Regions from separate parts of the Larimichthys crocea genome. Here region 1 is linked to region 2. Evidence: chromatin contacts called from public Hi-C data. All regions are on one chromosome and are shown on one strand. Each heading gives the region's core, a stretch centred on a gene start, on an enhancer-like site or on the middle of the called end of the contact. The rest is flanking DNA. Distances are from core to core; before and after follow the strand shown.

Region 1 (6,255 bases), core at 1,703-4,202, 160 kb after region 2:
TGGGTAAAACATTTTTTGGGAACTAATACAGCTGATTGTTCATCTTTATAGTAATATTGAGTAAATATTTTGATTTCTATAGTATGTTTCATATTCTTTTATTGAGTAAATATTTTGATTTCTATAGTATGTTTCATATTCTTTTGAACTGTTACTGCTGCCATGTTTCTCACCCATTCCTTCTTACCTAACATGCTGCAATAATTATATCAAAAAGTCAATGATGTATTGAAATTATGATATACGTTTTGAGTAAATATAGCAAAAAGAAACATAAAATGATAATACTACACAAATCGGTTGCATATGTGAAACAGCTAACCTTTCTTTTCTTGATAATTTGATTGACATTATCAATAAAAGTGACTTATTTATGCATATTTTTTAATAAATGTCTTTTTCATGACCTTACTGTATTTGCTCCTCCAGCAGCCCACTTTAGACATTTCAGCACAGGTTACAGTAAATGTAAAATGTGAAGAACCTTCTGCTTTCACAGTGACTCAACATGGAGCCAAGTCATACATTTATCTGCGCTTCCTCAAATTCAACATCTTGGTTTTCCTCTGGATCTCTGAGTTTCACACAAGGTTGCGTTCAGGTGATTTACATACAGATGCACGTTTGCATTAAAGAAGTGGAAGTTATTTACTGCAAATTTGCTCTGGTCTAGTCCTGCGATTTGAATCCCAAAGAGGAAGTGTTTATCAGTGTCATGTTTTTAAATAGCATTGTTTTATGTTTTAATAAGCTTTCAGTCTATTGGGGAAGTCTTTTACAATTTCACTGACCAATCAGAAAGCCTGCTATTAGACTGGTCTACTGCAGAGACTTAGGGTCAGTTCTTGAGATCTGTTGGTGGGAAGTCAGTGAGGGATCACATATTTTCAATGCATGAGTGACATCTTCTGGTTGATCATAAAGATCAAATAGCCGTGTCTACTTTTTATACACTGTGCATGCAAGTGCATGCAGCTGGTTATTGTTCAATAACTCATATGCACCACTGTGTGTATCCAACTATTTAAATAGTAATCTATTAATGTCCAAAACTCTCTGACCATCTATCTCTTCTAAAATAGTCACATTAACCGACACAGCTGCACCTGCTGTTCTCAGCAGCTGCTTCTGCTCCTCTGATTATAATCTAATTTGCAGTACATATCAACCTGTGTGTCTTCTGCTTATTCTCTATCAACGCACACGCTTATCCAATCTGCCTTTTTTGCAGTAGCCTCCAGATGACTGTCGCAGAACCACAAGAATCAAATTCACATGTTGTAAAACAAAACTAACACCTTTTAACGACCCGTCACAGCAGAATTTCCGGTATCTTTTAACAGCTGCACAGAAAATCGTCCCTAAAAATCTCAAGAGTTACAAAGTCAGCGCACTGATTGTAACTTTAAGTTATTTTCTGTTTTACACGACAAACTTTGATTTATTCATATACTGTAAATACATCATTAATAATTAAAGTTTTAGCACTGATTGAGGAAACGGGCACAATGTGCAGTTTCTACGACTTAATATAGTAAAAATTGGACCAAAAATAAAGTGCAGGTTATCTCTGGTTCACATCTTCTATATCATCAAGTGTTCGTGTTTAAAAATAATTCACTGGATTCACTCTCAGTTTAAAATTAAGCTGCACATGGCCAGAAAGATCCCAGTTCCTATGAGAACGAAGGCACAGATGAAACACTGAAATCTTGTTTTGTGCTCAGTGGAGAGTAAAACACATGGTGACGGTTTCACACTGACGTTGAGAAAGTGGCTTTAGTCACATCTTTCGAATAAAATGAGACAGATGCATTCAGATGCACATTAATACCTGTCATCAGTGAGTCACCGTGGTCACCCTACTGCAAATCAGTGTTCCAACTGCATGACTAATAAGACTGATGCAAACATCGATTTATTATATTTAGGCCAATTTCTGAAAATATATTTGAATAAACTGAACAATCTTAACCCAAAAATAAAGACACTTTTAGAGGTGGCGTGATGAAGATGAAAAGCTTTTTCAGTTAATATGACTTTTTCACAGCAGACATCTTCATTTATCATAGCAGGAAAAGCACATGAGTGAACTATTCACAAAATGAATGTGACTGTTAAAGGTATTAACTACTACATCATGAAGATGTATGTGAAATGTAACATTTACATGTAACAAATATGAGCCAAAAGGGTTAAACAGTACCAGTCAAGGGTACAAAAGTATCCCAAGTAAAGTGTGTCTGTGTGAGATGGGGGCTAGAGAGGCAGTTGATACAGGGTTTCATGGCTGACGCGATGGGCCCTTCATCCAACAAAGTGTGGGCAAATGTGACAGAAATTGAGCTTTTTGGACATCGTACATGCACTTTACTTGACACATGACAAGTGAAGGCGGTGAGAGAGTGTCAAATTGCAGAGAAACACAGGAAAACCTGTCACAGTCTAGAAGAAAACTGCTACTTGAGAGCTGATTTGTATTCTACACGCTTTATTCTCCTTATGTTGGATTTATCAAGAGATGATTTACATTCCAGTCAGGTAACGACCCCAAACATAAAGCTAAAGCCACACAGACATAGCTTCCAGATGAAAATGTTAATTTGAAATCTTCTTTAGATCTTTAGTTACTTTAGATTCAGAATGTTAAGACAAAATAAAAATTATGATGCATGGTGTATTATAAGTTAAGCTACCCAGCAGTAACAGTAAACAAAATATATTTTGACGCTAACACCTTTGTAATTGCACTCAAGTAAGTCTTTAAATGCAAGATTACTGATTATGATTTTGTATTATGTGATTTTTTTTCAAATTCTGAAGTATGTTGTTAGTTTAACACCCTGTTTAATGTACATCTGCTGTGATTTACTGTTATAAAAACAACATAAGAATACAAAAAAACTGTATAATGGTCTAATCTTAGGTGTGTGTGTGTTTCGGTGTAGGGGGATCCTCCTCATGCACAGGGGGGGGAAGTCCCAGATCAGACAGAGAGTGAGTTCATAGCCAAATAAGCTTCCATGCTGAAATGCAGGCCTGTCTCACTGTCATCTTCAAACCAAGGATTCTCCCACCGCGTCTTCATCTCGCCAGGTGAGTGATCCCTCTAAACATCGTTTTCAACCCACAGCAGGTCACATCAACAAACGAATGTTGTGTTTTTTCAGTATTTGTTGTCAATATTGGTGGTCCAGGTGGGAATCAAACTCAATACTTCAGCTAGGGTCACAGCTTCTAACTAGTGTGAGTCTGTGGCGTGTCTGTGGCTCACAGTGAGCTCTTCAAATACTGGAAATGTCTTTATTTTGCTGTGACTGTACATACAGCAGGACATACACCGTAACTGAGACCAAACATGAGAAGCTTATAAAGATAAATACCAAAAAGAGTGACAACAAAATTCAATACTGAAGCACAAAAATAGCTAAAGACAGAAAAAGAAGACGGGTAACTAAGTTATGGTTTTGATTTATATGGAAATAAGCACTTTTGTTTCAGCTATTATAACATGTAGTATGAGTTTATGATAATCACGCATTGTTCTAACTTTACATGAAATCTGAAAGGGGGCGTGAGTAAGACAGTGAGTATGGATTATCAGGGTGTGACAGATATACTCAGGCTGTTCTGTGCCTGTGAAAGCAATAGTGGGCGGAGGACGTTCAGATCTGTGTGTCTTTCACAGTTGGCTGACTCATTGCTCACCAGAGCGAGGAGGACTTTGTTTGAGTACAAAGATGATTTCTTAAAGGATGGACATTTACGCGTTGCACCAACAGCAGAGCTGCTACTAGCTGCTGATGGCTCTTTATCTTTGATTTAATGGACTTAAAGGAGAGCAGCAGGCTTTTGAAGCAACCCCCCCCTTTACTCATTTAGTATACAAGTAATAGTGTTTAACAGGTGCAAGCACAGACTCTATACAGTCTCTACACTCTACATGCATTAGTGAAGCTCACACTTACTTCCTACATATTTGTATATCGTGCATAAAGACACGCAGCTTCGATCATATATCACAAGATCGTGGAGAAAGAAAAAATTCACAATAACTTTAATATATTGTGATATTTGTAGTATTAGAATATTTAATCTGAAAAATAAAATACTCTCAGTTAAATCAATCTTTAACTTTGATTGTGTGTTTTCTCTTGTTTTTATCAAGTGAATTACACTAAACTGTAACCCTGATATCCGGCAGGTGCATTACTGCCACCTACTGTTGGAGTGTGATCCATAAAGTGGGAACAGAAAGAAAGGGAAATGTTTTAAGAGGGGAAAGATCATTCACATGATATTATAATATGTGTATTATTAACACAATATCGATATTTTATTTTTTAAATACCAAGATTATCATCTATATTGGTAGATGGATCTGCAGTAGAAAAGTAACCAAAGCCGATCACTCAACTCCTCCATAGTCGAAAAATCACAAAAGTGTGTGTTCATGCATCACGTTAGGAAAACCAGGCTTCCTACTCTCATCACATTCAACAGGGGTATCATGGAGAATGTTCTGAAAAGTTGCATTACTGCTCTGTATGGCAACTGCAACATCTTCAACTGTAAGACCCTGCAGTCATTCATGAGAACAGCCGAAAAGATCACTGGCTGCCATCGGTTACAGTTTTATTTATTAGAGCTTGAAACAAGGAAGTGCAGGTTATGCTAACTAACTGCAAGCAAGCTTCAGTTGGTGTATTTGGCTGCAACACACACAAAGAAAGAAGGTCGCCTCAGAGGTCACTCGCTGTAATTCCTAAAACAAAGCTGTGTCCATGGCACGTACACGACTTTCTACCAACGATCTGACAATATCATGCGTCACCTTTAATAGATGCGATAACTACAGTCGTGTGACACGGTGCGATGACTCACGAATCTCTGAAATCTCAATTTACTACCTTTAGAGTTGCTAGGAAATAGTGAAGAGCAGATTTCAACAGCACCTTCCCACCTGTTTACTCGCGATATCAACAAACTAAACATAACTACATGCTACATGTGCAGGAATTGGATAATATGTTCTACCTCTCTATGCATTTCTGTGTCGTTGTTGTGTTTGTCAGTGTGAAAGTTATCAGGGCTGATGGCTGATGGGTGCCGTGTGGATCAGTACTGGGATGGCTTAATCAAAATATGTATGCCCTGTCAAGTGGAATGCAGGCGAAAGAGAAATGTCAACCCCAAATGCAACAATTGGTGTAGTGAGTACACACGCACGTACACACGTTAGGAATACATAAAAAAACATTTTAACATGAATTTATTGAAGCTGTTACCAGTGCTTGATTATATTGTCAATGTTAATCTAATGCATGCTATATTATTCTAATGCAGCATCTGATTATGCTACATGGACTGAGATAAAACCTTGTGAAAAATGATCTCGCCGTTTCTAATTGCCCTGATTGTCAGAATAGCTGCAAAGTTGACATTTTTATTACTAGTTGGATCAGAGGCAACATTTGTGGGGTACAAATTTTCGCATTTTTTCCCACATTTGATAACAAGAGCAACAAGTATTTCAAGCCAGATTTTGAAGACACCTTAAATAAATGTTATTTTTGAGGGATTATTTCTAGAGGGAGACATGCCTCTTTTTTTATGTAATTTCCAAGAAACAGCCGATTAGCATTGGTAATATATGGATTATCCATCAAACCTTGGAACGGCAGTAGCTCATTCTGGACAACTCTGCCGACTACATGGCACCCCTCTGACATCTCTAAAATATTGAATATAATGCATAAATTCAGTTCATCACATGTCCTCAGCTTCTCCTGATTGCTTTCACAATAATTTCTCTTCCTGTGTTAGAGTTTGCAAATTGTAAGGCACAGTCTGGCCACTTCTACGATGATCTGCTGAAGGACTGCATGAGGTGCACTGCGGTTTGTGGCCAACATCCAGTAGAATGCTCCAAGCACTGCCAGAGTAAGTACTGACCCTGATTTAGAGCTTTAATTATTCAGTGACATTCTTTTTTCTTCTACTTCTCTGTTTCTTGGAGGCATAAATGTTTACTCGAGTTAGACCTCAGTGGACAAAGTTTTTAGAGGACGAGTTGCCTAACTAAAAGAGTAATGGTAAAAAAAGGAACTGTCAAACTACAAATAAATCCTGATTGCATGAACTTTTCTGTAAGGTAAGCAGTGAGCTAACAAGCTTAGTTAAATACCATAGCTGTAGCTACAAGGGGTACCTAGCTGACTTCTGCGCAGAGATAGACGCTTGGTAGTTGCACTT
Region 2 (6,104 bases), core at 1,226-3,725:
CAATCACAATCCATCCAATAGCTGTCAAGCTATTCCACTCAAAACCACAAATCTTAACCTCAAGGTGAAGCCAAAGAAAAAGGTAGGGCCAGTTGTTGTCGACTGATCAAACTGACAGCCTGACATTGCCAAACACCTATACTGCTGGCCTAGGCAGCTGGCATATTTTTCAAAAATGTATAATTAAATAATAATGATCCCAATTAAATTCTGTTGTGATGAAGATGGGCAGCAGTGTGGTGGTTGGCGCGGTCGCCTTACAGCAGTTTGAGTCTACCAGCCTGATCGGTGACTCTGACTGTCCATACAGTAGGTGTGAACATGAACATGAATGAATGCTTGTGTCAGCTCTGTGGTGGACTCTGCCTTTCGCCTAATGTCAGCTGATATCAGCTCCAAACACAGCAAAGATCAAAATGAATGAATCCGATAAAGATAATTAAAGCATTTAATAATTAAAGCATTTCATGTTTATAAATGAACTTAGAAATATTAACTGATTTAAATAGTTTACACAATTTATTCAAAAGATTAGTCAGTTTGTTTAAAATTGAAGATTCATAATATTATACAGTTAAATATATAATTGAGTTTAAATGATTTATTAAATGACTTCATTTATTTATTTTAGAATATTTTATTGATTTACCACTGAAAACTGTGACTTAATAATAATTTCATCATCTTACTGTTTATTTAATGATTGAATAACTGAATAGATCAACTAATTCATTGATTATAACTTACCTGTAGGTTCTGTCCTGTAACGGCAGTTATAAACACTGTGAATAACACTGAATTGGTTGTGACTTTGGATGCCATCTAGTGGCCAGTTTGTTGAGAGCGAGATAGTGGGAAGGGATTTATTAAGCCCCATAAGCTCCACCTGTGCACCTCCTCACCTGTGCTCATCTCCATTGTCTTTTGTCTTTTCGGTTGGCGCAGCGTCTGTGCAGTTGTGTGTGTTTTTTGTGTGTTTGTTTGTTTTATCCATGGTGAGTAGGTTTTTTTCTGAATTATGTATTGTAATTATATAAAAAAATTTATGTCAGTTTGGTCGGTTTAAGTTTGTTTATTGTTATTAAGAGGCAGACGGTTCCCAGAGGGCACCTTCAACGTTGTAAAAATACTAGCTCCCTTGGTATAGTAGTGGAACGAGGTATGTGGACCTCAGTTTGTTTGTGATTTCCTTTGTCCTTGGGATGTTTGAATTTGTTTGGTTTGTGGGATGCCGCCTGCATTATTAAATGAGTTTTAACATTAATTGTGACTATTGTTTAATAAATGTATCTTTTTATTGTCTTTGAATGGGAGATAATTTTGTTGACGATTGTGAATTATATTAGGTTTGTAAATTAAGTGTTTCATACATAAATTTGATTTGAGCTTTCTTTTCTTTCTTTCTGTATTTCTTTTCTATAGTTTTCACCGTGCTACGGCGATAAATAAAACTTAAAGCACCCGTTGAATCCCTCCGTCTCATTACTCGGCACCAAGGGTCTGCTACAATAGAATATAGAATAGAATAGATCTTTATTGTCATTGTCACAGGTGCAACGAGATTGAAAGTGCTTCTAGTCAGTCAGTGCAACATAAATAAAATCCTAGCGTTAAAATGACTAGTAAGTGTTAAAATAACTAGAATAAATAAGAATAAAGATACCTGAGACATTAAAATGTACTAAAATAAATAAAATTAAACATGCTAAAATCAAAATAAATACTAAATATGCTAAAAGGAGTATACACCCATTACGTGAAACATTAAAACATTGTGCACATCATTTTTTTGGCAGCATTCACAGTGACTATTGCATTTGGATAAAAACACCATATAGGAGGAGGCCTCAGACACCACCTGACCCCCACCTACAATGCTGTCCTTCCATCCCTCCACAGGAGACTCAACAACGCTTGACACTAACGACCATCGGTCACACAACAAGGAGCACTAACGAGCAAGAAGAAGAAGATATACTTTATTAATCCCTCAATGGGGAAATTCTTTTTTCACTCTATTTTAACATGCATTTTAACCCAGACACACACATGCAGTACAAGGTACAAGGGCTCATAGACATGCAAATGTGGAGAGAGATGGTGGAGTGATGGGCAGCCCCCCTGAGCAACGCCCAGCAAGCAGTTGTGAGGGATCGGTGCCTTGCTCAAGGGCACCTCGGCACTGCCCAGGAGGTGAACTGGCACCTCTCCAGCTACCAGTCCATCTTCCATATTTTTGGTCCATGTGGGACTTGAACAGGCTACCCTCCGGTTCCCAAGCCAAGTCCCTATGGACTGAGCTACTGTCGCTACCCAAAGCAAAGTGGATCTACAAGCTTTCCCAGTATAAATTCACAGACTCCCCACTGGTCAGTCAGAACTAAATAAGCTTCTTGGATGAGTCCAGTTGCCCCAGACTTAACCTTTTTATTTTTATTTTTTAAAAAGAAAGATGACCTGGATGACTGAGAGCCGTCACAGACTTCTCTGAGCACTAGAGGGCAGCACTGCAGCATGGACGTGGATGTGAGCCGTAACGTCGAGGCGGCGAGGAAGAGGAACAAACAGGAAGATGCAGAGGGCAGCTGATGGTGCTGACAGATCTCAGGTATGATCAAACCAAACAAACTGAACGGTACAGGCCGGATCACGCTGCAACTCTTTTTAAAACAATGACATGTCCAATTAGCAGGACTCAGACAAACAGTTTCATATTTACCCGCATGTGTCGACACTTGTTTTTGCTGAATAATAGCGGAGATCTGCGCACTAACCCTGATACGTGACGTTACTGTATATTTAATGAGTCTGTAAATAACGTTTTTGTTTGTAATGTTGTACAAACATACACACATTCAGGCAGCTTACAGCACGGCTTTCATTGTTACACCAAGTCGCAGATAAATCCATTTTTTCAGAGCAGCGCCATGTTGAGAGACGTACATGTTAGAAATCGGTGTTTTGAAATATATATCATAAATATTTTTACGCCGAAGTTTCCAGAAGACCTTAATAATACACAATCGAGAATAAGTTGTGACTCAGTGTTTGTGTTTTTTCTTCTACGTGTCCGTAAATCTTAAATTGTGAAACATCTAAAGGGAGTTTGGTGTAGCTGGTTTCTATGGAGATGATGCAGCAGTATCTCTTGTCAGCATCTTGAGAGCATCTTCATAGTTACAAGTACTACATGTTGTTGAACATGATGAATGTTCAGCTGACACCATGAGCTTTTTAAATGGTAACCGGTCATTTTTACGACACAAAGTGGGTTCACGGGAAGGTTAGAACAGCTTCATTCAACAGCTGTTGTTTGTTTATTCTGTGTGTTTGTGACTTCTTCTTTCAGCAGCTTCTATGCTCCAACTAAGGACATCTGAAGAAGAAGAAAGTAGCTGTGAAATTTCCCAACTCAGACAAGCAGTGTTGCAAAACAATGCCAGACTCCTCAATGAGATGCTCTGCCAAGAAATCTATAAGAAGGTCATCAACTGCAGAGGTGGCTGGGGCATCGCAGGCACGCCTCTCCACGCTGCCGTGTCCAAAGGCCATCTCAGCTGTCTGCAGGTTCTGCTAGCCCACGGCGCCCTCGTAGACTGTGCTGATGTCAAGGCTCAGACGCCTCTCTTCGCAGCCGTCCGTGGGAAGTACCTAGACTGTGTCTTAGCGCTCCTCGGAGCTGGCGCAAACCCCAACGGGAGCTCGGCCAACAACTGCTCCCCCGTCCTCACAGCTGCTCGGGAGGGGGATGTGGAGATATTAAAGGAACTGCTTAAACACGGCGCAGAGGTGAATTCTCGCTCTAAAGTTTTGCTCTGGACTTCCAGTGCCAGGGTGTCCAGCGGGCCGCTCTACCTGGCTGCCGTCTATGGACACATGGAGTGTTTCAAACTGCTGCTCCTCTACGGGGCAGACCCGGATTATAACTGCACAGATGCAAAGCTGCTGAGTTCTATCAAGCAGCCCAAAACTGTGCTGGAGATGTGCCTCAGGCATGGCTGCGGCGTGGAGTACGTCCAGCTCCTGATCGACTTCGGTGCTAACGTCTACCTCCCAACGCTGATCATCGAGAAGTCCACCAAGCAGAACGAGGCTGTGGAGCTGCTTCTGGAGGAAAGAGGTACAGAGTCACATAATCACTCAGTTTAATCTCACTGTAACATGATGGATTCATGACTCCAGCTGGACGATAGGGAGCAAGTTTAGTTATAACAACAAAGGAAGACTGAAGACTACTACTGAAGTTGAATGATAATTTAGAGAATCAAATTTAGAACTTGTTTAGTCAATTTTGGTGCCACTTCATTTTATGGGTCCATAATTTGCTAAAGTGACTCAGTGTTTTAGTTGTTGAACAGTCATTTATCTAAAGGCAAAATAGAATTCTACAACTTTCCAATAATAAATGAAGGATGACAGAATATTTAGTTTAAGTTTTTCTTTCGGGTAAACTCCTACTTTTTCTGCAGTTAGTACCAAGTGATGTGGTCATTTCTGGGAAACTTTCTACAAAATGATTTTTAAACAGCTTTGTCTTCTCAATGTTGTCTCTTCTCCTGATATTCAAATCCACTGAAGAAGTATCTCTGTCCCTCTAAATATTTAAAAAACACGAACAGGCTCCAGTAACTCATTGGCAGCTCTTGCCTTCTGTTTAATCAAATGGTTAACAAAGACCAATAGATTAAACACTTCATCATGGGGATGGGATTAAAGTTAAAGTACTCCAGCAGTGTTATAAAGCTTAAACAAGATGAACCATCACAAACAAGCACTTAAAACATTCTCGTGCTCTCAGTCAGATCTTGTTAGACGGAGTGAAATAAGTGTTTATTCGGTGTCACCCAAGCCGTAACTCCCATCTTGTCCTCTCCAGGAAATCCAAAGGCCTTGACTTCACAGTGCCGACTCGCTGTCCGAAGATACCTCAAAAAGATCAACAAGATCCACTGTATCGATCAGCTGGACATGCCGACGAGTCTCATAAACTTCTTGCAACACAAACAAGTCCCAGTCACTGTCCTGTAGATAATTGAGCCGGAGATATGCGATAGAAAATGTTATTTGAGCTAAAGCGTTTGTTTGGCTTGTAGACTACCTTTACCTTTTTTTAAAACAAATGAATTCTGTTTATTCATGTGCTGTTCTCTTAAGAGTGCTTCTTAAGTCGAAACATTAAATGTGTGGATAAGTGTGTGTACTTATGTTTTATTACTTGTACTTACCCTGCAGTTAGTGTTGAAAAAACGCTCTGAAGGAGTTCTTTGTCACATGTTCATCACAAGTTAGTTGCTCCTTTTAGAAGAGCTGCTTGCCTCTGTCTATTTAAATACATGCACGAGTGCTTAAAATGAATCAGTATGTGTGCACACAGAGTGAAACTGTGGTCTAAGATAATGTTCAAAATAACCACATCCAAGCAAATCAAATAAAAACAAACACATAAATGACTACATTTTTTTCAGTAAATTTGTTCAAGGAACATTTCAATGTTTCATTTTAGTTGTTGCCATGCTAGCCGCTTTGTTAGCAGTTGGGCTTGGAACCAAATTCTAATATCCAGCATGCTGATAGCATAACTAGGACAATGCCAACAACGTTAAGAAAGTACAGTACAGAATGCATGCCAGGTTCACCATCTTAATTTATTGTGTTGGCATGCTAACATTTGCAAATGATTAGACCACAAATGTTAAGGAAAATCTCACGGCTATCCGTCCAATAGTTGTTGAGATATTTCAGTCTGGACCAAAGTGGTGGACCGACAAACCAACATCACCATAAACAGAGGCAACCTGTTAGCATGGCTAATAACAACAGAAATAATTAAATATTCTATTCCTGCACACATGAATACAACTTAACTTGGTTTGGACCGGTCTTCAAATAATTTCAAACAGAGTGCCTTAAAAACCACAAGTTGAAGAAAGCTGAGAATCACTTGGTGTTTAATTATATAAATACTTTATCTAATCATTTGGTGATAACTTTATCTGCATTTAAATAATTAGACATGACCCACAACATGATTCTTCAGACGGGCCTGTAGATGGCAGGAGACTGTGTGTGCCCTAAAGAGAGGAAGATACCATATCTGGTTGAGA

The links. A called contact is a pair of places that touch in the nucleus more often than the background predicts.
Region 1: a contact with region 2 is called in a Hi-C map of muscle, with 3 times the contacts expected there. The contact joins the promoter of tnfrsf13b here to the promoter of LOC104929139 in region 2. A contact is called at or near these places in 3 of 7 Hi-C or Micro-C datasets (all in muscle).

The regions. Positions count from the first base shown.
Region 1 is chrXVI:6,327,503-6,333,757 of L_crocea_2.0, forward strand. It overlaps tnfrsf13b (TNF receptor superfamily member 13B), which reads left to right and starts at 2,953. Exons shown (of 5, transcript XM_027289228.1): 1 at 2,953-3,096; 2 at 5,076-5,213; 3 at 5,827-5,943. The coding sequence starts at 5,096.
Region 2 is chrXVI:6,165,929-6,172,032 of L_crocea_2.0, forward strand. LOC104929139 (ankyrin repeat and SOCS box protein 12) reads left to right here and starts at 2,476. Exons shown (of 3, transcript XM_019255554.2): 1 at 2,476-2,608; 2 at 3,353-4,120; 3 at 4,877-5,450. The coding sequence starts at 3,358. The coding sequence ends at 5,028. slc39a11 (solute carrier family 39, member 11) reads right to left here. Exons shown (of 10, transcript XM_019255553.2): 10 at 5,932-6,104.